7 separate regions of the Mus musculus genome follow, and all the other regions are linked to region 1. Evidence: chromatin contacts called from public HiChIP or PLAC-seq and promoter capture Hi-C data. All regions are on one chromosome and are shown on one strand. The core of a region is the stretch at or near the end of the contact, and the rest is flanking DNA. Distances in the headings are between cores, read along the strand shown.

Region 1 (3,276 bases), core at 522-3,021:
TTGCAATGTCTTTGCTGCTAATGTAGAAACATGATGGAAAACGAAGTCAGCATTTTCCTCCAGTTGCTCCTTATTGGCTAAGTAGAAACTTAGCTCAGTCCATGGCTGTGCATAAACCAGGTGTGGCAGAGCCCGCCCGTAATCGCAGCCACCATCACTGGAGGCCCGAGGACACCAGTTCAAGGTCATTTTTGGAAGTTTAGGGCCAACTTGGTATATGTAAGACCCCATCTAAAACAAAAACATCTGCTTCAGCTGCTGTCTGGAGTTTCAGAAGAAGACTAAGGGAGATCTGACTTGGGAGTAGGGTAACACATTTCTAACAATTTCTGAATACAGGCCATTTGCTATTATTTTAATTTATGCAAAATGGCAGTCTGAGCATTGCCAATGATACAATCAAAATATCCATCAGTTCTAGGAAAAAACCCACTGAAACAGCTAAGATTTAGTTTCATAAAAACAAACGAACATCTCTACCTCATTAATATGCAAATTTGCCTTTGTCTTTAACAAATGGTAAACTTTTACGTGTACCAAAGAATTATTTTAAAATAAATTTCTTTTTTTCAAATTAATGTTATCTATTTGGTGTTATTCTGTTTTGTTGTTTCTGTGGCTCTGGGGACTGAACTCAGAGTTTTATGCACGTCAGCCGGGAGCTCTGTCACTATACCAATCCCCAGGCAAAATGGATCAATTCCTTTGAATTATTCTCAGTAAGTACTCGATGTATAGGACTGTATTCTATACCTATATACATGACGCTGAGTACAAATGTCTCGGCTACAGCGGCTGCAGATAGAAAAAATGACAAGAGGTTTGCTCAGAGATGGTCAGTCAACCCTGGAGGGAAAGGAGGCAGACCAGCAGGCGAAAGACAGAGATGGATGGGACGCGGGTCTTGCTCTGAAAGGAGGGAGGCGGGGTGGATTCTAGATCTTCAGGCTGGAAGAAATCACTTCAGGGCATCTAATCTCTAACTGAGAAGACAGCTGAGAACTAGGAGGGTTTTGTTATTGTTGTTAGGTTTGGTTTTTTTGTTTGCTTGTTTTTTTCCGGGACAGGATTTCTGTGTAAAGCCCTGGCTGTTCTGGAACTTACTGATACCGGCCTCTACCTCCTAGTGCTGGGATTAAAAGTGTGTGCCACCACCTCCTGGCCTATTGGACAGGAGTCTTATAATGAGTGGTCAGGCAAGGAGAACCCAGGGCCCCTGACTTCAGCCCCACCCAGCTGCTTGATCTCCAGGAGGTAATAAGGCAGTGTAGGCCCTACAGAGCCGGCTCCCCAGGGTGTCCAGGCTGATTTTGCCACCTCTTTCTTTTCTCAGGGCCTCAAAACATGTAGGGAGGGGAAAGAACTCAGACAGCGCCCCTCCCCCTCCACTGTGATTGCTTGCAGGTTGCCTGGTAACCAGGGCATAGCCAGCTATGGCAACCTAAGGCTCAGAGGGATGAGAATGGGATGAGAAGAGAAGAGGATCCTGGGCCCACACGTTCATCATTCAGTCACTGTGAGAAACATGCTGAGTGATTCTTGTTAGGCCCTGGGACCCAGAGAAGGATAAGATCTGCGTCTTTCAGGACTTTGCTGTCCAATATGGTAGATGGACATTCAAATGAAATAAAATTGAAAAAAAAAATCCAGGTCCTTGGTCATCATAGAATAGTGGTAAGTGCTCGGGAGCCGCCTGTGGCTGGTGGCTATTTTATTGGACAGTGGACACATAGAACATTTCCATTATCACAGAAAGTTCTATTGGCCGGCCAGAAGCTCACTCGCCAAGGCGAGCAGCTCACAGGAAAGCAGGCCAGAGCCCCCAGTGTTGTGGGGTATGGCAGAAAGGAAGTGGCAAGATGATGGGTCGAGGACATGCCAAGAGAACGTTGGGCTTGGCTCCTGGCTCAGAGTGAGTGTTTAGGGCACGTCTGTGGCCTGCACTCTGTGGCTGAGATGCTGTGCCCATCTGCTTACGGGCCTGGCTTTGGCAGAAGACTCTGAGTTTCTCCAGCCTGGCTCAGTCCCTGGCACAGAGTAAGTACCCAGCCAATGGCGTCTCTTCCCACCACGGTCCTTCTCATACTATCATGTGACAGAGCAGCCTGGTGCTGGGGAACCCAGGAAAAGGTTCTTAGCCCAGTGGCCACAGGCTGCTGAGGATCTGCCTCACCAGAGACAGCTGGGGTAGGTCTGTGGATTTCTTTGAGGTCTGGCCCGGGGCTGGCTAGCTTCATACCCCGAGTCTTACTTAGCAGAGGATCTGTCTGAAGCAGGATGGGTCTCAGAGAATGGATTTGAAGGGTACAGTTGTATACACAGAAATCCCAACATGAAGCACAACCGCAGGAGCATGGACACAGATGGCCCTGGGGTCAGCAAAGTCTTAGGTGGTTGCAGAGGGAAAGTGGGAGGGCATGAGACAAACAGGGACATCACCGTTGGAGTAGCTCAGTTCTCTCTTACTGGTGACACTTCTCAAGGGTCCAGTCTTGGAGACAAGGACACATGGGTTATGTGCCATCCCCTCCCTAGGTGGCTCTGCGCGTATAGGGCAGCTCAGCTGGCTGACGCCCATAGCTCTGTAGGATTCCAGAGACTCAGAGCAGCCATTCACTGCCACCCACTCTCAAGAGGCCAGAGCCTCCCTGCCCGGAGCCCAGTCCAGCGAGAGGGACAGGTCAGGGGAGAACTGGGCCCTCAGCTAGTGGACTATGATCAGGAGGCTTAGTGAAAGCTCAAGAGAGGACCCAGAGAAGAGAGGTCTCTGAGCCCGGCCACATGGCTAGCCTCTGGGTGCAGAGGAGTGGGTGGGGTCTGCAAGAGGTCAGCTTCCTTGACTGAAAACCACCGGCTTCTTTTCTGTCTTCTGATCCAGGTAGGTGTGCCTGCCTGTTTGTGTGTGTGTGTGTGTGTGTGTGTGTGTGTGGGTATGTGGGGAGGGTAGAACCAAGGTGTTCACAGGACACGGGGCTCACTGAGGAGGCAAGGATCTAGTGACACAAGAACAAGGTGACCTCAGGAGTTCTGGTCCTTGGGTCTGTGGCTAAGCGAAGGGTGAACACGGTGTGCCCAGGTGCATGTGGTGGGAACAGTGGGCAAGAGAGGTCAGGGCGGCAGGGATATGCCTAATGGAGAAGAGGCAGAGAGGCTGGACAGTTGAGAGAAATACATGGCCAGAGATGATAGGCTAAAGCCATCCCTTAAGGCAGAACAAGAGCCCCCTTGCATCCTGCTTCTCCTGTTCCAAACTTCAGAGAGACGGATGCGATACCA
Region 2 (3,276 bases), core at 491-2,990, 1.5 Mb after region 1:
AGGTGATGACGGGTTCTTGGTGGCAAGCTCACACTTGGTTCCAAACAGGCTGAGTGCCAGGCATACAGTGGGTGCTCAATAGATGCACAGTAAGAGATGGTATTCTGGGAACTGAGCTCTGGGAGAAATCCAGCCTTTGGGGGGACAACAGTCACAAGAATGTCTTCTGTCTCTGCTCTTGTCCCCTAAAGGCCATGCCCAGCTGTGCCATTGTTCTTGGCAGGCAGCAGGGAGAGCCTGCTGATGTCCTGAGCTGCAGCCTTGTCTCTCAGGTAGGCAGGGATGTTCTCTGAAGCACAAAGTGGTGTTGTAGTCTTAGGAGGGAAGGGTCTACAGGGTGAGTTATGGGGTCCCACTGGGAGAGAGCTCTGCACCATCAGTTTCTCCTCCTTAGCCTCTTCCTAACCAGACCTACTCCCTGTCTGGGATGCTGGAATGAGTTCTCTCAAAGCACAAGCTTGGTCATAGCAAGGCCTGGCCATAACCTTCAACGGCTCCCTAACACCCTAGCAAACTCCATGGGCTTAGCCAAGCGCCCAAGAACCTTACCTCCATTTCTTTTTCTTCTAGCTCCACAGAGCCTCAGCATCCCACCCTGCCCAGGACCCTGGCCTGTACCAGCCTCTATCTAGAAGGGTTTTTTTCCCCAGCCTGGGCATGATCTTACCCCATGTAGCATCTCCACTTTCAGGAAGCCACCCCAGGTGGCTGTCCCCTCTTCCCACACGTGCCATATCTCCCTCTGCCTCTCTCACAAGACTGGGTTCTCCTTCAGAGCAACCCAAGCCCCAAGTGCCAACTGAGGTGCCCTTGCGGGTCTGACCCTAATCATCTGAGAGAGATGGTAGGCTCTGTGATAAGCAAGTAGAACCCACAAATACTGGTTAAGGGATGTTGGGTGGACTTCCCTCCTAAGTTCCATTGTGGGGAGAGGCCCAGGACAGAGCTAGGCCCTGTGGACTCCTTTTTATCCTGGTCAGGGGTCGGGGGTCTTTGGCCTCTCAAACTTTGCACTGGAGAGACCTCTATGTCTCATTCTCTCTGCCTCCCGGGACAGGGCCTCCTGGAAACCTAGCACTAGGTCCTCTGCCTTCCAGACTGGCTTACCTGCCCGTACTGGGTTTCTAGGTGAGGCCACTGTGGGCCACCCAGGAGACCAGGCTGGGAGACCGGGAGTCAGAAGGGGCTCAACAAGAGGACCCTGGCCTGATCCAGTTGAGGGAGGGGGAGGTGTCCGCATCTCTCTATGGACAGAGACCCCGGTGGCCCCAGGTTGGGGTCCTAACCGCGGAGCGGGTGCCCGGGCACCGAGAAGGAGCCACGCATGCCCCTGCACGCGGTGCCTAGCGCGGCGCGCGGCTCCGGAGGTGAGGGCGCCCCGCCCCGCTCCCCTCTCCAGGCGCTCGGCGGCCGGGGCTAGGGGCTGCGTGGAGAGGGCGCGGGGCGGCCCCTGAGCGGCGGGATGCGGGCTCCCGGCCCGGGAGGGCGCCGAGGCCCCAGGCGCGGCCGGGGCGGCCGGGACCCGGGCGGGAGGGCGCGCGGGGCCGGGGCCCGAGGCCGCGATCGCGCTCCTGCGGGGCCCGGGCGCGCGGGCGGAGCGGCGCGGCGGCGCGCGGGGCCGGGGCGGCGCGGAGCCGGGCGGGGGAGGGGGAGGGGGCGCGGGGAGCCCCCCGCCCCGCGAAGGAGGAGTCTGGCTCCCACTCGCAGCCTCGGCCGCGCGGCGCAGAGGCCCCCGCCCCTGCGCGCCGCCCTCGCGGGAGCCGGGCCCCCGCCGCCCTCCGCGCGCGCTGCTGCTCGCGGCCGCCGAAGAGGAGCCCGGGGCCAGGTAGGACCCGGCCGGGCCGGGAGTGCGAGCGGGGCTGGGCGCGGGCGGCGGGCCGGAGGGGGCGCGGCTGGGACCCTGTCCCCGCACCCGGGGGGCCCCGCGGCGCCCGTAAAGTTACTTTGGCCGCCTCTGCCTTGCCCCGGGCGCGCGGCCCCGGGTCGGCTACCGCCGCTGCGCAGCCAGCGGGGCCGGGGCTGGCGGGAGGGGGCTCGGCCGGGGCCGCGCGGTCAGCGAAACTTTTCCCAGGCTGGTCGACTGCCGCTGACTGCTGTTGGAGTAGCCGGTGGGAGGAGAGGGCTGGTGGGGTGCAAGTGATGATGGGGGTGGTAACAATAGCCACCTCCTGTTGTGGAGAGCCTACTGTGTGCTGCCAGCCTCTGCTGACACTTGGAGGTGAGGGGTGAGAAGGGGACGGATGCTGGTCAAGTGGCTACTTTTGCTGGGTATTGCCGGGAACTTCACTAACACCCATGTGTCGTCCATTCATCCACCCATCTATCAATCCATCATCCTTCCTTCACTCATTCAACACACTTACTGCTCTCTGCTGTGCCCCCTCAGAGGCTTCAGTGACTAATCAGACAGCACCCAGTCCTTCAGGACAGTATTTCATGGAGTGCCCAAGCCGAAAGGTGCCTCTGTGTGTTTATTTTGGGACATGCTACGGGAGAGAGAATTCAAACACAGCCTTCCTGGGTTTAGGCAGGGGCAGAGGAGTGATGTTATGTGAAAGAGACTAGGAGGCCAGTCTTAGGGGTTGGAGACTCCATCCTCTCTTGACCCTCTGGGCCCAGGCTCAGTGGTTCATTGAGGTCAGGACACAGAGCACATTGGACCTGGATGTCCAGCTAGTCTGGCAGGATTGTCTCCTCCTCACTACTGGACTGTCCCCTCTCCTTCAGCATCCTTTCAGAATTGCAGCCCTCCCCCCCCCCACTTCTTCCCCTGAATGGCTGGGAGGAGAACGAACTGTTAACAATTATAAAATTAAACCCGGCGAACAAAAGTGAGGCACCATTGAATGGTTGGGCTCCTTGCCGGTTTATGAATGGTTGTGGCAGACTTGCTAGCAGGGATCAGCTACATTAGGGGGGTGTTGGGGGTGGGGATCAGTCACTAACCATATTAACACCCCAACTAGCCTTGGCCAAAGGAAAATTAAAACAACTTCAGTAGTATTTGGCACATGACTAAAAATGCCTTGGGGGGAGTCTGGACAGGCTTTGGGGTGACTGCTCCATCTCAGCTAGAAGCCAAGGCATTAGGAGACCATCTGGGTAGGGTACCCAGGCAGAGGAGAACACCAGGCTTTGGAGCTGGTGGTCACAGGGAGGCGTCTGGAATGAGTCGAGGCGCAGTCTGCAGGGGACTGCTCTGTGGGAGCATGCATACTAATCTGCGCACCACCCGTCTCCCTGCAAATTGGCTTTCCGAGTGGCAGCCCCTCAACA
Region 3 (3,276 bases), core at 298-2,797, 1.5 Mb after region 1:
GTGGCTGGGGCTGTCTGCCTTTCAAACTATAAACTTGGCCTGGAAGCAAGGTAGCCTGGCTGAGCCAGACTGCAGATCCCTGTGCAACCCTCAGATATAGGCTGCTCACTTCAACTCTGGTTTTCTTATTCAGCTGTTAGGGCTCCAGAGTCACCAGACTTCCACAGAGGGTAAGGAAAGGCAGAAGAGGATAGACACTAGGAGGGACAGAGAGGAAGGGAGAGGTACACAGGATAGTCCCACAAAAGTGAGGACCCCCAACACCTGGGAGAAATGCCCACGGACTGTCTAGTATCCTCAACAGGACCCAGCTTCTGGAATGGGCGCATGGAAGAAAACTCAGCGCCAATGGAGTAGCATGGACTAGCATAAACTCCCTAGCACTGGATCTCTGTGGGACTCTCCGGAGAGCAAGACAGGCAGGAACCTCCTCGCCCTCTCCAAGGAGAACAAGGAAGAATGTGAAAAGAGAGACTCGGTGTGCAGCTTTGCCCGGAAGCCCCTTCCGGGAAACTCAGATCACGGAGGGACACCCCCACCTAGCAGTTCCTTCTGCCTGGACCAAAGGCTGTGCCTGTGCCTCCGGCCCCCTCTCTCTGATGTCTGTTCTGTTATTCGTGTTCTCATCCACCTCCTTCCCTACGTCTGTCCGTCTTTTCTCCCCCTCCTGTCTGACAGTCCATCTGTCCATCTCTTCCCAGACATCTCCATCCTTCCTCTCTCACTCGGCCCCCTCCCTCGGCGACGCCCCTCCGAGTCCTCCCGTCTCTCTGTCTGGTGTCCATCTGTCTCCTCCTCTCTGTCCTTTGATCTGCCTTTCTCCATTCCGCTGTCCACTGCCTCCTCGCTCCCCTCCCTTGCCTCCTCTCCCCTCTTCCCTCCCGCGGCTGTCTTTCTGAGGGCTTCTTCCTGGGCCCTTTTGTCTGTTCCCACTACGCCTCGGCTCCTGTCCGTCTGTCCCTCTATCTTCCCACCTTCCCTCCAGTCTCAGCGCGTCCTTTCTGACCACCTCCGGGTATCTCCTACGCGGCAGCTGCCCAGTCCTTGGCCCCGGGGGAGCGCCGCTCTCGGTTCGGGGGTCCCCGCCCGTCTCCGTACGCATGCCGGGCCCCGCAGGCGGCCGTCGCGCTTCCTTTCTTCCTCTGGCCTCCCGCTTCCCCTCCCGGGGCCTCAGTCCACCCCGCCCCCGCCGGCCCCGGGCGCCCCGGGCGATCGCAGAAGTTACTTTGCAAGGAGGCAGGATCCGGCGCTGGGCGGCCTCCGACGGCGCGGGGTGGCAGCCTGTAGGACCCCGCGCGCCCTCATCCCCCTGGGTCCTCGCGCTTACCTGGCAGCCCGCTGCCCCCCACCAGCCGCCCGCGCGCTCCCAGAGCGAGCAGTAGGTACAAGTGCCAGCGCACGGCCGCCGCGCCCATGCTCGCTGCGGGCCGCGCCGGGTGCTGGCGTGCGGGGCACGGGACGCTCGGAGCGACCGCTCCGCGAGCGCTCCTGTCTGCAGCGAGCTCCGCTACCGCTCCGGCTCCCAGCCACATAGCCGGCGCGCAGGACAAGCTGACAGCCGCGCGCTCATTGGCCCGCGGCCGTGGGGGGCGGAGCTCCGCGGGAGGCCGTCCAGTGGGCGTCGGGTGGCGTGGCCTGCGGGCGTCTGGGCCCGCCTCCTCTCCCGGGGCCGGCGGCAGGTGGGGGGTGGGAGCCGAGAGAGCTGGGGTCGCGGTACAGGGTGTCACCCGGGGCCTGGACTGGGCCGCAGGCTGCTCTTCCCCAGTCCCTCTTTGTGTGCTGATCCCCGAGGTCCAGGGTGTCTGTTTCCCTTCAGATATGCACACACTCTGTTGGGGGAGTAGAGGTGAAGAAAGGCCCAGAGGCACCCAGGGATGGTGAAGAAGATGCTAAGAGCACGCAGCCAATACATAGGAATTTATTGAGCCGCTACTGGATGCCAAGTGCCGCTGGGGACAGCCACACACTAGTCAGCAGTGAAAGCTCTGGACGATAGCTTCAGAATTTGCGTACAAAATCAAAGGAACTTTTCAGTACTGCCCCGAAGGACAATGGTTATAGGAGTGTTTGTCTTGGACAGGCGCGTGTCGCGCCTAGAACCGTTCTCCCAGTGAATGGACGCGCGACCAGGCCGGATTGAGTGACCTCTCTCTACCCAGGCTCTTGTTGCTCTGCGAAGCCCAGATCCTCGGGTGACAGGCCCAGCGAGGCGGGAGAACCGTGGCGTCGCGGTCTCCCTAGCCCAGATCCTCCCCCAGCTCGGGGTCTACACCTGACCCCTCGGCCTTGAGGCCTGGCGGGCACTCAATGGCCTCTCTCAGCTCCGGAGGGAGGCAGGACACTGAAGAAGTTCAGCAAACCCCAAGGCCCATCTCCTTGACAACCACCAATAAGAGCTCCTGTTTTCTCCTGCTCTCCAGATTCAAAGACTAGAGTTTTAGCTTTTTGTCCACTCTGCCTGTGCAGTGTTGCGCCCAGCGGTTCCCATCCACGCTGGCTCTTTCTTCCTCCCTGCCCCCAGCACACACTTTTGCAGCCACCTCCAAGGCCCCAGAAGGTTAAAGTCATGTGTCTCGGCTCCTGCTGCTAGCCAGACTTCCCGTGGGCTTAGGGCAATGGTTTGGAGACTAAGGCAAGGGATCCATTTCCACGTTATGCAGATGGAATCAAGGAGGAAAACGTGGAACTCTGGCCTCTACTGTGTCCCCATAGGCTCCTACCCTGGCCACTGCATGCATTTTCTTTCCCTGGTTGCTCCTGGCCATGTAGTTTAATTTGGGGGACCTTGTTACCACGCCTTATTTTGTCTTCTCTCAGCTGTAGGGCTTTGAGATTTTTTTCTTCGCCTGTGCAACCAATCGATTTGTGAGATGTGTTGTGTGTGTGTGGGGGGGGGGGAGTGAGGGAGTTTGGGAGAGGAACTCTGACTTCTTAGCACAATGTTTTTCATGTCTCTTCCTCAGGGGCTCTCATCCCCACTCATATTCAGGGGGGATGGAGGCTTGGGATTCCCGTGAGTCCCCGGGGACTCTTTTGCTAATATGGAAATTTTATCTGCAGTAACCTTTATCTTCAGTGACTTGAAGGTCAGGTTTGCTGATGAACTAACACTCTTTAAGCGTGCAAAAGAAACGAGGGTCTCATCTAGGAGACCATGGCTCATGTGGCAGAACCAAAGGGCTGTGCAGGGTGGGGGGGAAGGAGGGCTGGGGGAGGGGAGCTGAGTCTCTAAGTTCCTGACCAAGGAGAAGGTTTATCTCCTTGGAAGAAGGAGGG
Region 4 (3,276 bases), core at 235-2,734, 1.2 Mb after region 1:
AGTCCTGCATGGTGGCACTGGCTTGCAATCCCAGTGCTTGGGAAACAGAGGCAAGGGGATCAAAAATCTAAGGTCATCCTCAGCTACATAGGGAATTCCAGGCCAGCCCGGAGCTACATGAAACCCCCAAATAAATTCCCTCTGTGGAGGAGCAGATAAGTGCTACTCAAGCCAGTCAGTGAATGAGAGGAAGCCCAGCCCTCCATGGTGGAGAAACCAGCAACAATCACCTATAAAGACCTGGCTTCCTAGGAACATGCAGAATGCGACTCGGGGGAAGATGGGCAGCTCAGAACACTTGCTTGTTGGAGTACTCCAAAGAGCTTCAACCTCTGCTGTGATCACAGCCGCAGACAGGAGTCAAGGCAGCCTTCCTAGGAACAGCAAGATGAGAACTCACCAGAGTCTCATCACCCTTCTGTGTCCAGCCTCAGAAAGCAAGGTCCCTGCTTCCCACACTTTGACATTTTTACAAATCAGGGTCAGTGACGTCACGACGACACCAGGATTCCCAGTATCTATATTCTTTTCCAACAAGCTTTCAATGAAAGGGGCGGGGGGAAGCTATCTCTAAGAAAATAAGACCTAAATGGCTGGAGAGATGGCTCAGCTGTAAGACCCAGTCCTGCTCTTGCGGAGGACATAAGTTTGGTCCTCAGCACTCAGCACACAACCTTCTGTATATAATTCCAGCTCCAAGGAGCTCCCATACGCCCTCTTCTGGCTTCCACCAGCACTTACACTCACGTGCACCCCCACCCCCACCCCCGCGCACTGAGACACAAACATATACACATAATTAAAAATTAAATAATGAAGACTATTTAAATAAAGAAAATAGTATATAATACTGCACATCCATGACCTCCACTCCTCTCCACACCACTGTAGGTAGACAGTGCCATGACCTAAAGTGGCTGTCTACTAGTATCTCCCATTCATTGACAGCACAGCAGGGCTTCTCTTTTTGTGCCGCCATATGACATCACTGTTTTATGCTCATTAAGTGTTTCCCAAACAAAGCCTGTTTTACCAAGACCAACTTGGTTTGCAAGGCTATACTTCCTGCGTCCAGTTGAGGACGCAGTCCCTGCAACACCCCCCCCCCACCCCACCCCGCCCGGGCTCCACAGAGGACCACAACTCCCAGATCCCCCTCCTAACAAAGAGGGCAACATCTCGGGTCGGTGCAGTCTTGCAGAGGAGCAAGTAGAGCAGCCTTGAGCTCCCCGTACAGGTGCGGCGCCCCCCAACCTCCCCCAACAGATGCCACCTCAAACAATACAGGCTGTGGATGCACTGAAAGCCTACCTAGAATAGCCGGTAAGAAAGATAATGATGCAATTACAGCAGTTGAAGGCACAAGGCAAGTCCCAGGATATCAACAGAGAAAACGACGTTGAGCAGCGGAGACACGGACTGGGTAGCAGAAGCTAAACCGCCCGGATCCTTCACGGGCAAGCCCGCCTGCGCGTGCGCAATCTCCACGCGCGGCCACGCCCACGGCGCACAAGACCCCGCCCGCCCGTCCTCTCTACTGCAACCAGTCCGCCTTGCTCACTCCACTTCCGGAGAGGTGTCCTAGCAACCGAGAACGCGAAAACCGCTGGCGCTACTGCTTCCTGATTATTTTTTCTGTCCATGGTTGTGACACCTTCTTTCCTGCCTCGGTATTTTTCTGCGAGTTATCTATCCACCGCTTAGAGGCTAGAAAGCGCAAGGTATCCTATCCGCGCACCCTTCAGGGCCAGAAATGAGAGTTGTAAGGGCCAGGGCCAGCGGATAAAGGTGCTTGCAGCCAAGCCTTATCAGCTCAGTTCGACTCCCGGGACCTACATATGTGATGGATGGAGAGAACAGATACCTACAAGTAGTCTTTTGATCTCCACTCGTGTGCCATGTTGAACGCACCCCCTCCCCACGCCCACACACAATAAATGTTATTAAGAAATTAGTGAAGCCGGGTAGTGGTGGCGCATGCCTTTAATCCCAGCACTTGGGAGGCAGAAGCAGGCGGATTTCTGAGTTCGAAGCCAGCCTGGTCTACAGAGTGAGTTCCGGGACAGCCAGGGCTACACAGAGAAACCCTGTCTCGAAAAACAAAAACAAAAAACAAACCAAAAAAAAAAAAACCAACAAACCAAAAAAAAAAAGAATCTGGAAATTGGCTCAGAGGTTTAAAAAAACGTGCTGTGTTATTGCATAGGACCCACGTTCAGTTCCCAGCACCCATGCCAGGCTCCCCACAACCACCTGCATGTAACTCCAACTCGGGATCAGAAACCGGAAGCCAATGGCCTCCATGGGCCCCTGCACACATGTAAAAAACATTCGTGCACACACGCATGATAAAAACATAAAAATAGGACTGGAGAGATGGCTTGGCAGTTAAGAGCACTGACTTCTCTTCCAAAGAAGGGCAATACCCAGCACCCACATAGTGGCTCACAACCTTCTGTTAACTGCGCATATGGTGCATTGAAATATGTGTAGGCTAAACATACACACACACACACACACACACACACGAATAAAATTTAAAAATGAAAATTAAGTCCAAAAAAAAAAAAAAAAAAGACAGGATACAAGATGACAGACTGAGCTAGGCATCTGGAGGCCAAGCAGGTGCGGGGCAGGGTTAGCCATTGTCTCCTACTGACACTCCACTTTGCCATCCAGAAATCAGAGATGACGATTAACTCGTGTTTCTGAAGTTGTAATGTAATGTGAACATTTCATTCGGCATGTAGTGACAACAAGGGGCCCTCCCAAAGGATTTGAAGCATTTGTCCAGACGGTATGTTTTGTTTTGTTTGTTTGTTTTTTGTTTTGTTTTGTTTGTTTGTTTGAGACAGGGTTTCTCTGTGTAGCCCTGGCTGTCCTGGAACTTACTCTGTAGACCAGGCTGGCCTCGAACTCAGAAATCCGCCTGCCTCTGCCTCCCAAGTGCTGGGATTAAAGGCGTGAGCCACCACGACCGACTCAGACAGTATGTTTTATGTGTGCTGAGCTGCTGTGTCTCTGTGTGTGCGTGTGTGTGTGTGTGGGGACCAGAGGCCATTTCAGGTGTCTTTCCTGAGACACAGGCTGTGTAGTTCCTGAGCGGAGCACCACAAAAGCCTCCGAGGCACAAAAATCTTCAAAGCAGCAACAGGCTCCTCCCACGGCTGCCACTGTACACTGTCCCACAGGAGCTGTCCAAAATGACGTCTCCTATCAAAATGGTGACACCACAACATCTCCTCAGCCTGCTGCTGTCCGGGGAGCTGCAGGAGC
Region 5 (3,276 bases), core at 396-2,895, 1.2 Mb after region 1:
GTGAGACCCTGCGTCCAAAACAAACCCCTTAAAACTAAGGGCAACCCCCTATCTTCCCCCTAGAAATGCCTGGCCATTAGAAACCTGTACTGGCACTGAGGACTACGGAAAAGCCAATGGCACCTCTCTCTACCAGACAACATGGAAACTTAGATGTGTTTCTTACATACACACACTTTTACACTAATTATTATGGTTGGAAATAACAAACCCTAGCTCCCCAAACAGCATGAACTAAAATACCATTTCTAGTCCAATGAGTCTTTAAAAATCCTGCACAGAGAGAGCAGATCTAATCAGTCAGCTACTCCTCTGTGCTCAGCTACTTTCCCAAGTAATAAATATCCATCAGCCCAATGATCAGTTTCTTTAAAGCCTCTAAACTGCACACATCACACAAGTTTTTCATGTAGTGGCCTCACGGCTAAAGTAGCATAGCTTCACCAAGGAGACTGCCAAACTCTACAGTTCAGTGTAAATGCACAGACTAGAGTGTTCCAGGAAAGTCAGGAGAACCCCCAACTACGCTAACTCTCAAATCCGGACTTCTGTGGAAAAGTGAATCTGAGCGCCCAGGGACGGAAGAGGGAGGCTAACACAGAACCCAGTTCACCTGGCTGATCCCTTCACCAGGGGCTCCAAGCTGACAATCCCAGAGGTGCAAGACCAGAACTTAAGCAAAGTGGAAAACCTGCAGGGGGTAGGAAGGTGTGAGCTCACGTCCACAACTCGGGATTAAATAGATTTACATCAGGACAGTGCAGAAGTGTTTTTGCTAAACCGCTAATGAGTAGCCCTGGAGACTGTCAGCAACCTACTCCCCCTTCATCACTAAACCTAAGGACAGCTGCGGTCAAGGGAAGCCGACAAGGGCCAGGGATGGTGCACACAGCCCGGACCAAAACTATCTTCCCTCAAGGGGCCAACAAGAACGCAGCACCCCTGGGGCGTGTCTACTTCCAGGTCTAACCTCTAAGGCCTTGAGATCCCTAGCCAGCTCCTCTGGATCCACTCCTGGAAAAAAAGAAAAGTGGACCTTCTCAGAGGGGGTCCGCAAGCCTGGGGTCTTTGGGAAGAGAAGAGAACGCGGCTCTAGAGCCCCCACGGGAGGTAGGAGGGAATTGACGATTCGGATCCACTGAGTCTCGAAAACTATGAAAGTCAAAAAGGACAGCATGCAGCCTTTCCTGTCTCGCCTCACACCCCTAGTTCGTGTTCACCGGTCAGGCTTGGCTCTCACCACGGCGGTCACAGAGTGTGGGGAGGACGGAAATGGAAGGCAAGAGTCTGCAAAGCGCCCCATGAGTGCGTCCGCGTGGGACTCGTCCGCTCCGGCCGCCCTTCGGGCCTCCCGGGCTCCGCCCGCCGGCGCGTGGCCCCCCGCGCGCGGACTAGAAGTTTCGAGCGGCGCGGCCCCGCGCGCTCGGCCCCAGCGCGGCCTGACAGGGGTAGGCGCGGCCACCGACCCGTGTCCCAACCGTCGCGGCGCACCCCTCACCTCGGCCGCCGTTCGCCTCGGGTCCCACTGAGCACGCCGCCCCGGCCGGGCTGCGACTCCGACCCCTTCCCGTTCCGCTCCAACCGAGCTCCCCGGCCCTGCCCAGACCCGCCGCAGCCGCTTCTGCCGCCAGCCGCGACCGCGCCGCCCCCGCCGCGCCCGCTGTGCTCGCCCTATTGGTTGCCTGCATCCAGACCCCGCCCTTCGGCCCAGCGGCGCTCCAGATTGGATAGTCTAAAGCGGAGGCGGCACGCCCCCCCAGAAGCTAAAGGAACTACCTTGGGCTAGCATTAGCGGCCTTTCCTGTCAGTCAAACGAGGAGCTACTACTTAAGCCGCTGAGAGGCCAACACGGGTCACTCCCTGGGAGACGCCCAAAGGACCGGGACTAAAGGACTTTTTTTTAAAGTGGGCCAGAGTTTTGTGGTTTCCCTAGCACCCAGAACAACTGCGGTCCCTGATCTATAATTCAGATAAGGTGGACTTTGAGAAAGTTTCCTCGGATCTGGAGAAATTGCTACTTTTCTAGAGGACCCGGATTCCATTCCAAGTACCTAGTACGTAGAGGCTTACCCTGATCTGAAATTCCAGTTGGAGGGTTATCTGTCTGACGCCCTCTTCTGGCCTTTGTTGGTACCAGGCACGCACGAGGTACAGACATGCTAACACTCATACACACAATTTTTTTTTTTTTTTAAAGAAAGTTTCCTCCAAGCCAGGGATGGTGGCGCACGCGTTTAATCCCAGCACTCAGGAGGCAGAGGCAGGTGGATCTCTGCGTTCATGGCCACTGTGGTCTACATAGTGTGTTACAGGCTAACCAAAAACACAAAAAAGAAGAGGAAGTGGGGTGGAGAGACTTCCCTCCAGAGGATGCCGATATGGCCATCAGAGCACCAGACAATATACAGACTTTCTGCTTCTCACATAGCGCTGCCAGATAGGAGGTTGGCCCTATGAGCAAAGAGAAATAATGAGCCAAAACGGCTAATACCTCGCTGAGCACTACCTCACACAGTCCCGGCCAGGAGGACAGTAAGCGATGCGTGGGTGAGGGTCTGAGAAACTGACAGCAGGTAACTTTCTGGGAACTGTATGGAGTAAAGAGTAAATGGTGGCAGACAGTGGCTAGTGTCTGTAATCCCAGTACTCAAGAGGCGGATACAGGAGAATGGCTGAGAGCTCCAGGCAGCCTACGCAACCGAGTAATTGGAAGAAAGAAAGAAAAAAAGGTAAGGTCAGCCTGGAATATATAGTAAGACCCTGCCTCAACCTCCCTGCAAACAAAACAAAACAGAAAAGGCAGATGTAGTAGGTAGCACTTGGAAGGTAGAACAGGAGGGTCAGGAGTTCAAGGTCATCCCCAGCTACACAGGAAGTCCAGTTTTCAGGCTGGACATAGTGGTACCTGCCTGTAATCTCAGCATTTAGGAGGTAGAGGCAGAAAGATCAGGAATTCACAGTCATCCTCAACTGCATAGAGAGTTCAGGTCAGCCTAAGCTATATGAGACCTTGCCCCTCCCCCACCCAGAAAATATAAAATAACCTCCCCCACTCATATCCTTACAGTGACCAACATTTTCAATATGTATTTATTTATGTATTTATTTAATTACCCAGAGGCTAGCTGTATTGCCTGTAAAATACCCTTTTAACAATGATGTCTGTGACTCCTTCAAGAAAAAAAAAATCATCTCAGTAATTCCAATGTCTAGAAGTAGAGATAGCCAGGCATGGTGGTACATGCCTTTAATCCCAGCTCTCAGGAGGCAGAGGCT
Region 6 (3,276 bases), core at 354-2,853, 1.1 Mb after region 1:
TTTTCAATTTGGCAGAGTACAGGTTTTTAAGTCTGTCCTTGATTCTTCTGGATTTCTTTGGTCTCTGCTGTTAACCCCCCTATTTAATTCTAATGTTGTTAATTTAGATCTCTGTTCAGCTTTTAATTAACTTTAAAAAAATTTTGTCGGGCTGGTGAGATGGCTCAGTGGGTTAGAGCACCCGACTGCTCTTCCGAAGGTCCAGAGTTCAAATCCCAGCAACCACATGGTGGCTCACAACCATCCGTAACAAGATCTGACTCCCTCTTCTGGAGTGTCTGAAGACAGCTACAGTGTACTTACATATAATAAATAAATAAATCTTTAAAAAAAAAAAAATTTTGTCGATCTTACTAATTGTCAAATCTTGACACATGTTTTCTTTAAATATGTTTTCTTATTGTTTCTATTTTGCTGATCTCAGTCCTAGGCTTATTTATTTTGATCTGCTCATTTGCAGTGTGATACTTTTTTTTCTAAAGCTCTGAGGTGTGCTTTGAAGTTACTAGTATGAGACACCCCCCCCCTTTTTTTAATTTGCCACTTAGTACTTAGAACAATGTTCTTTATGTCCCATGACTTTAGGTATGTTGTGTATTCATTTCTTTCGTAATTTCTGTCTTGACCAATTTTACATTCAGTAGAACTTTGTTCAGTTTCTATGAACTTGTAAGCTTTCTGTTATTGGTGATATCTAATATTGGTCCACGGTGGCTAGATAAGATGCAGGACATTATTTAATTTTCTTATGTTTACTGAAACTTGCTTTATACCTGAGTATGTAGTCAGTTTGGGAGAAAGTTTAGTCAGGTACTGAGAGAAAGGTATATTCTTTTGTGTTTAAGTAAAATATTCTGTAAATATATGTTAGGTATATCAGTTAGCTCTAGTATTTTGGGTTTGTGTCTGGATGACCTATTTATTGTCAAGAGTGGGGTATTTAAGCATTCTGCTATTAGTGTATGAGGGTCAATATCTGATTTAACTTATAGTAGTATTTCCTTTATGAAAAGAAAGAACACTTATGTTCTTATCTTATTATCTTATCATCTACAAATAAAGATAATTTGACATCTTTTCCAATGTAAAAAAAAAAAAAAAAAAAGCTGGAGTGCAGAAAAGAACCTTATAGAAAAGCCCCTAATTCATGGACCAGAAAGCAAAGTAAATGTGGTCAGAATGCCAGGATTAGCACACAGGCTCTTTAAGACCTTGATTAAGTCCAAAGATAAATGGCTAACAAGAATAACTAAAACAGGCATTGTGGCTCATACCAGCAATCCAACACTCAAGAGGCGGGGGAAGATTTCTACAAGTGCTTACAAGCTCAAGTCTAGCCTCAGCTACTAAGTGATGAGTTCCAGGTCAGCCTGGACTACAATGTGAGGTTGTTTCTAAACAAAGTACAAGAGAAAAAAAATGGCTCATGTTTTAGGTTCTCAAGAACCAAGGGCCTGCTAGGCACACAGCACCAACATCTCCCAAGCCAACCTGCCTGCCTGTGCCCTCAACCAGGAAAGCTGGAGCAAGGGCTCAAGTCGGAGGAGGGACTGGAGGTCTACCATCCCTGAGCCGCTGCAGCATCTGTCCCAGACCAGCTCCTTCCCAACATTTGTAAGTGCTGCAACAACAGACTCTTCCCACTGAGAGAAAATTGCTGTTGCAGCTGGAGAAACAGTGCTGCCGACCCTGACCAGGGGACTCAGCCCACACAGAGCAGTCAGAAGCATATGCAAGCATGAGCACAAAGCCCTACGGAAATATTATGGAGCCTTAGTAACAGAACCACGAGGAGACTCTGCTTGCACAGAACTGTTCAAAAATAAACTGGCACCAAAATACCAGCAAAGAGCTGCAGTGACTCACTGTCCTCGCTGCTGAGAGGACAACGCTCCTTAACAGACTCGTCTCCCAGGCTTTTTCCCTAGCCGGGAAACAAGACAGGGTAAAGAGAAGCCCTGAGCTCTAATTTTACTAGATGAGTAAGATCTTACATGTTTAGAGTTAGGAGTACAGAGACGAACATTCATGCAAAGTACTTCAACAAAGAAGAAATTCTAAAGCAGAACCAGGGCTGAGTGTGTGACACTGATACCCACGGCAGCGCATCTGACAGACAGCCCAGACTCAGCCACAAGGTGAGACCTTGAAGGCTCTCACTCATGTGCTCGCTGCCAGAATGACCGCTTCTTGGCCATGCACGCATCCTTCATCTTCACACTAACTGCTCTCAATGACAGAAAACCCTTAGTGGCCTCAGCCTATGTGAACAACCAACCACCAAGGTGACACACTGCTGTCCCAGACTGCTCTTTATGGTCAACTCTGATTCACCCTGCAAGGCCTGGTGTGAGGGTCAATCCCTTCTCTACCATCCTAGTGAAGGTGGGAGCCATGCCAGCATGAAGAGCCATCCCAAGGCAAGACACCCCCTCAATCCGCAGAACCAAGCAACAAGAAGGTCCAGCACCCCTTAGAGACCAGTCACATAGGCGTGTCTGGCTCATCTCAGGCAATCCTGCACTTCTTCAACCTTCCCAACACCTTCAAAACAAAGCCACACCCACGCAGCAGCCTCCTCACTCAGTTCACCTACCTCAATCCATACACATGCAGAAAATAAATTACTTCATTTTGCTAAATGCTTGTCTCACATCAACACTAAGAACTGATGGCATTTAAACTGAACAGAATAGTGATTTTGAAACCAGGCAAATAATTGAGATAGCTCTGGGAAGATTAGTTTCTAAACTGTTTCCTGTCAGAAAGGAGCAGACATGATTAGAGAATATCGAGGTTGACAGTGAAAATGAAGATGGTTCTGAAGCCCAAAAGGAAAGCTTGAAGCACAAAGTACTTGCTAAAGCCTCACACCTTTGGAACCACTGCCAATGACAGACATGACCTTCCTTTTCCTGATTCTTACAGGAAAAGCAGGCATCACAGGACAGCTGCTGCTCTCTGTGCAGCAGGCTTCAGAGGGCCTCAGCAAAGCTCCTTCTGCCAGACTGTGCTATGTGCCAAGGCTCACACCAAGTAGAGAGTGCAGAAACACTAATGGTCCTGCTCTGCCAGGTCCTTCAGGCTCAGCTCCCTCCTCCTAACAGCCTGTCACAGTTGGCATCACCTCTGGGTTGCACCTGCCCAGCTATCCTGCAGCCTGTCTTCAACTCCTGGAGCCCCATGAAGAAAAACTGGCTTTGCCCTGCTTATCTGTGCAGGACCCAAACCACCCAGGATGCAGGAAATGGAACAAGGCAGGAGACAGAAGTCCCA
Region 7 (3,276 bases), core at 452-2,951, 1.1 Mb after region 1:
TTTACCTGCATATATGTCTGGGCACCCTATATGTACTTGGTGCCTATGGAGACCAGAAGAAGGTTAGGGATCCCCTACAATTGGAGTTATACACGGTTGTGAGCTGCCATGTTGGTGCTTGGAGCAACCAGTGCTCTTAACTTCTGAGTCATCCCTCCAGCCCAATTTTATAGAACTTCAAATATCTGTAATAATATTGGGGCTGGGAGATGGTTTAGCTGTTAATCACACTGGCTGTTCTCAGTAGTGGTTCTCAGTAGTGGCAATCATCAAACTCCAGTTCCAAGGAATGTGATGCCCTCTTCTGGCCTCCATGAGCACCAGGCACACAGATATACATGCAGGCAAACCACCTAACACACCTAAAATAAAAAATTTTTAAATTGTAATATAAGCCCTCTGTGGTCAGGTACTTGCTTAGCATGTTTGAGGCTGTGGCTTTGCACTGATGAGGGCTTACTCATGGGGCCTAGGGAGAGTTATCAATATAATTACTGTATTAGCAACACTCTATTGTATATGTAATGTGCAGTGAAGAGAACTTAGGTCTGTAAGCTATATCCTACTCTACTTGCCTCTAAACCTTCAGTAAGAAACCTAACACATAAATGAATGCTGACCAGGATGGTACCCAGCGGGTACACTGTCCCTTACAATGCACTGGGCAGTGGCTGTAGCTCACAGGACAGACCCTTGGGTATGATTCTTCTCTGCACTGACCATTTGCCCAATCATCCTCCACCTTTTGTGCAATCTCTTTTACCAAGGTAGTCTATGTGACCAGTAAAATGTGGAAAAAAGACAACATACAATTTTCAAGATTAGGTTATAAAAGGCACTATGGTAAACTGGGTGGTGGTGGCACACAGAGCCAGGCAGAGCGCTTTGAGTTCCAAGACCAGCCTGGTCTATACAGTGAGATCCGGGACAGTTAGGGTTACACAGACAAAATGTCTCAAATAAATAAATAAATAAATAAATAAATAAATAAATAAGGGGAAGCTCCATGGAAACAGCATGGTGGCACACACCAAAAATCCCAGCACTTGAGAGGCTGAGGCCGGAAGATTGGTAGTTTAAGGCCAGCGGGTCACTTCTAAATAATCATGATTCGAGGACCCTCGGAGAGTCCTGTGGAGAAAAGTGACAAGGGTGCGGCACTAGCTCAACAGCTAGAGGGGGACGCGACCAGGCGTGCCAGTTAAGTGAGGTGCTGTTAACTTTTCCTGGGGAGACGCCACCAAACCCCAAAAAACCCCTGGGGGACACGAACCACAGCCCAAAGCGCGATTTCACAGAAGTCTCTACAACTCGGCGAGACAGAAGTCTCTACAACTCGGCGAGACCCGTGAGGGTACTGGACGTGTACGGAGCACCAGTGACGGGTTACTCACGGGCGAGGGCGAGCAGTGCTCCAAGTCACTCAGAACCCGCGTGGGCGAATACGACCGTTGACCAACCGGGCGCCTTCTCCTCCTCCTCCCACGTCCATTGCCGGGTTCCGGGCTCGCCAGGCGGCCTCTATGTGGTTGCTAAGCACGAAGCGCAGGCGGTAGAAGATGGCCAGTATGTCCTGATTGCCAAGGTTCCCCATGGCCACCTGACGATCCAGAGGCATGGCGCCCGGACCGAGCAGGACCTCCTGAGATTAACTGTTACCGCCGCCGCCTCAGAGACCAACTGCCGTGGGCGCGCGCTCACAGCGCGTGGAAGTAAGCTCCGCCCCCAACGCCCCGCCCCCCAGCCCCGCCCACACCCAGCGCCCCAGCCACTCTTCTTCTGCCTCTCGCGCAGGCCGCTCTGGCCCTGCCCCCTCAAGCCCCGCCTCCTGCTCGTCGCCCACGTGCCGCTCGTTCTGTTCCCGCCCTTACTGCCCTCACTGCCCTCACGTGCGCAGACGCCAAGTGCTCAGGTGCGCCTGCGCCTCTACAGAAAGCGAAGGGGTGGCCAAAGCAGGACTTTACCCTCACGCTGTACTGTCACTGGTCCTGTTTTATTCTCCGCTAAAGCCAAACCCTGAATCTGTGGTAGAAAATTATTATTATTATTGTTATTATTTTTTGTAGAAAATTTTGGTTTTGGTTACTGGAGAGACCGCTCAGTAATTAAGAGCGCTGAGTGTTCTTCAAGAGGACCCAAAGTTGGATTGTCAACATTGACAACCTCAGTTGGAGGGGGACTTCACACCCTCTTCTGGCCTCCACACACAGGCAATAGGCACTATAGGCTCGTGGTACAGATATACATAAATACAGGCAAAGCACAGTAACAGGAAATAAAAATCATATATACATATACATAAACATACACACACACATATATATATATGGAGAGAGAGAGAGAGAGAGAGATGGGGGTCGTATGTAATCCAATTTAGCATCGAACTCATGTAGTTGAGGATGAAGCTGACTTTTTGATCCTTCTGCCTCCATAAACCGAGTGTTGGAAGGACAGACATGCATCACCACCGTGTTTCTGCTCGGATGGAAGGGTATCCTGGGACTTGGAAGCCCAGGAATCACAGCTACTCCTGAGCAAGGGGGAGGGGGCTTCTCTGGAATGTGGCTGATATGTCCAATGAGATATTAACTATGAATATCTGTGTATATGCTTGTGGTCATCTGAGAGTCCTGGAGCTGGTGACCCTCTGGAAGAGCCTTAGACTATCTTAAGTAATGAGCCATCTTTCCAGCACCCCACGAGCTTAGCTAGCACCTGGGCTCCACCCCAAGCTTACAGGACACCAGTAACTGGAAGGCTGAAACTCCAAGCAGGTGCCTCTTTTAGAAGGGTGTGGGGTAGCTGGAAGGCTGAAACTCCAAGCAGGTGCCTCTTTTAGAAGGGTGTGGGGTAGCTGGAGAACCTGGCCTCAGGTAGGGTGCAGCTGTAGAAGAAGAGGTTTGAGAGTCAAGTTCAGCTGGCTGCTTGCCAGCTCCCTGGCTTTCAGCATTTTCTTCTCCAGGGGTGCCCTTTGCGCCTCTGCACTGTTTTGTTAACTCTTTTCTTTTTTCTTTTCTTTTCTCTTCTCTTTTATTTTTTCTTTTCTATTCTTTTCTTCTTTCTTTCTTTCTTTCTTTCTTTCTTTCTTTCTTTCTTTCTTTCTTTCTTTCTTTCTTTCTTTCCTTCTTTCTTTCTTTTTCCAAGACAGGGTTTCTCTGTGTAGCCCTGGCTGTCCTGGAACTCACTTTGTAGACCAGGCTGGCCTCGAACTCAGAAATCTGCCTGCCTCTGCCTCCCGAGTGCTGGGATGAAAGGTGTGCGCCACCACGCCTAGCT

What was found. Promoter capture Hi-C pulls out the DNA fragments that hold promoters and counts their contacts. HiChIP or PLAC-seq counts read pairs in DNA pulled down with a chosen protein or histone mark.
Region 2: a promoter capture Hi-C map of hippocampal neurons shows a contact between it and region 1, with 2.2 times the contacts expected there. The contact joins the promoter of Mpped1 here to the promoter of Septin3 in region 1. A contact is called at or near these places in 5 of 39 promoter capture datasets (the 3T3-L1 cell line, embryonic stem cells, hippocampal neurons and 1 more) and 2 of 115 datasets of contacts at active chromatin or transcription factors (embryonic forebrain and forebrain).
Region 3: an H3K4me3 HiChIP or PLAC-seq map of embryonic forebrain shows a contact between it and region 1, with 5 times the contacts expected there. The contact joins the promoter of Scube1 here to the promoter of Septin3 in region 1. A contact is called at or near these places in 3 of 39 promoter capture datasets (hippocampal neurons, liver and pre-B cells) and 1 of 115 datasets of contacts at active chromatin or transcription factors (embryonic forebrain).
Region 4: a promoter capture Hi-C map of pre-B cells shows a contact between it and region 1, with 3 times the contacts expected there. The contact joins the promoter of Ttll1 here to the promoter of Septin3 in region 1. A contact is called at or near these places in 15 of 39 promoter capture datasets (the 3T3-L1 cell line, the HPC-7 cell line, HPC-7-derived erythroid cells and 11 more), 8 of 484 Hi-C or Micro-C datasets (B cells, the HPC-7 cell line, cerebellum and 4 more) and 6 of 115 datasets of contacts at active chromatin or transcription factors (embryonic forebrain, embryonic hindbrain, embryonic midbrain and 3 more).
Region 5: a promoter capture Hi-C map of embryonic stem cells shows a contact between it and region 1, with 2.7 times the contacts expected there. The contact joins the promoter of Pacsin2 here to the promoter of Septin3 in region 1. A contact is called at or near these places in 5 of 39 promoter capture datasets (cranial neural crest, embryonic stem cells, frontonasal cranial neural crest and 2 more) and 2 of 115 datasets of contacts at active chromatin or transcription factors (astrocytes and embryonic forebrain).
Region 6: a contact with region 1 is called in a promoter capture Hi-C map of hippocampal neurons, with 4 times the contacts expected there. The contact joins the enhancer-like site here to the promoter of Septin3 in region 1. A contact is called at or near these places in 5 of 39 promoter capture datasets (the HPC-7 cell line, cranial neural crest, frontonasal cranial neural crest and 2 more).
Region 7: a promoter capture Hi-C map of the SN4741 cell line shows a contact between it and region 1, with 4 times the contacts expected there. The contact joins the promoter of 1700001L05Rik here to the promoter of Septin3 in region 1. A contact is called at or near these places in 6 of 39 promoter capture datasets (the 3T3-L1 cell line, HPC-7-derived erythroid cells, the SN4741 cell line and 3 more) and 3 of 115 datasets of contacts at active chromatin or transcription factors (embryonic forebrain, embryonic hindbrain and embryonic midbrain).

What each region holds. Positions count from the first base shown.
Region 1 is chr15:82,267,031-82,270,306 of GRCm38.p6, forward strand. It overlaps Septin3 (septin 3), which reads left to right and starts at 1,772. Exons shown (of 12, transcript NM_001368785.1): 1 at 1,772-2,037. All of the region lies in intron 2 of Gm52180 (a long non-coding RNA gene), which reads right to left.
Region 2 is chr15:83,778,283-83,781,558 of GRCm38.p6, forward strand. It overlaps Mpped1 (metallophosphoesterase domain containing 1), which reads left to right and starts at 1,741. Exons shown (of 7, transcript NM_172610.3): 1 at 1,741-1,825.
Region 3 is chr15:83,723,492-83,726,767 of GRCm38.p6, forward strand. Scube1 (signal peptide, CUB domain, EGF-like 1) reads right to left here and starts at 1,548. Exons shown (of 22, transcript NM_022723.3): 1 at 1,328-1,548. The coding sequence starts at 1,415.
Region 4 is chr15:83,509,423-83,512,698 of GRCm38.p6, forward strand. Ttll1 (tubulin tyrosine ligase-like 1) reads right to left here and starts at 1,485. Exons shown (of 12, transcript NM_178869.4): 1 at 1,312-1,485.
Region 5 is chr15:83,462,961-83,466,236 of GRCm38.p6, forward strand. It overlaps Pacsin2 (protein kinase C and casein kinase substrate in neurons 2), which reads right to left and starts at 1,646. Exons shown (of 11, transcript NM_001159509.1): 1 at 1,499-1,646.
Region 6 is chr15:83,415,833-83,419,108 of GRCm38.p6, forward strand. The region is part of intron 1 of Pacsin2 (protein kinase C and casein kinase substrate in neurons 2); the gene reads right to left. Among named protein-coding and RNA genes, the nearest start is that of Gm41368, 32 kb to the left of the region's middle. Within about 2 kb of position 1,604, at least 101 of the 459 cell types and tissues checked have an H3K27ac peak or open chromatin away from gene starts, as enhancers often do. A contact at or near this core is called in hippocampal neurons, where this site is marked.
Region 7 is chr15:83,365,596-83,368,871 of GRCm38.p6, forward strand. It overlaps 1700001L05Rik (RIKEN cDNA 1700001L05 gene), which reads right to left and starts at 1,702. Exons shown (of 4, transcript NR_027980.1): 1 at 1,395-1,702.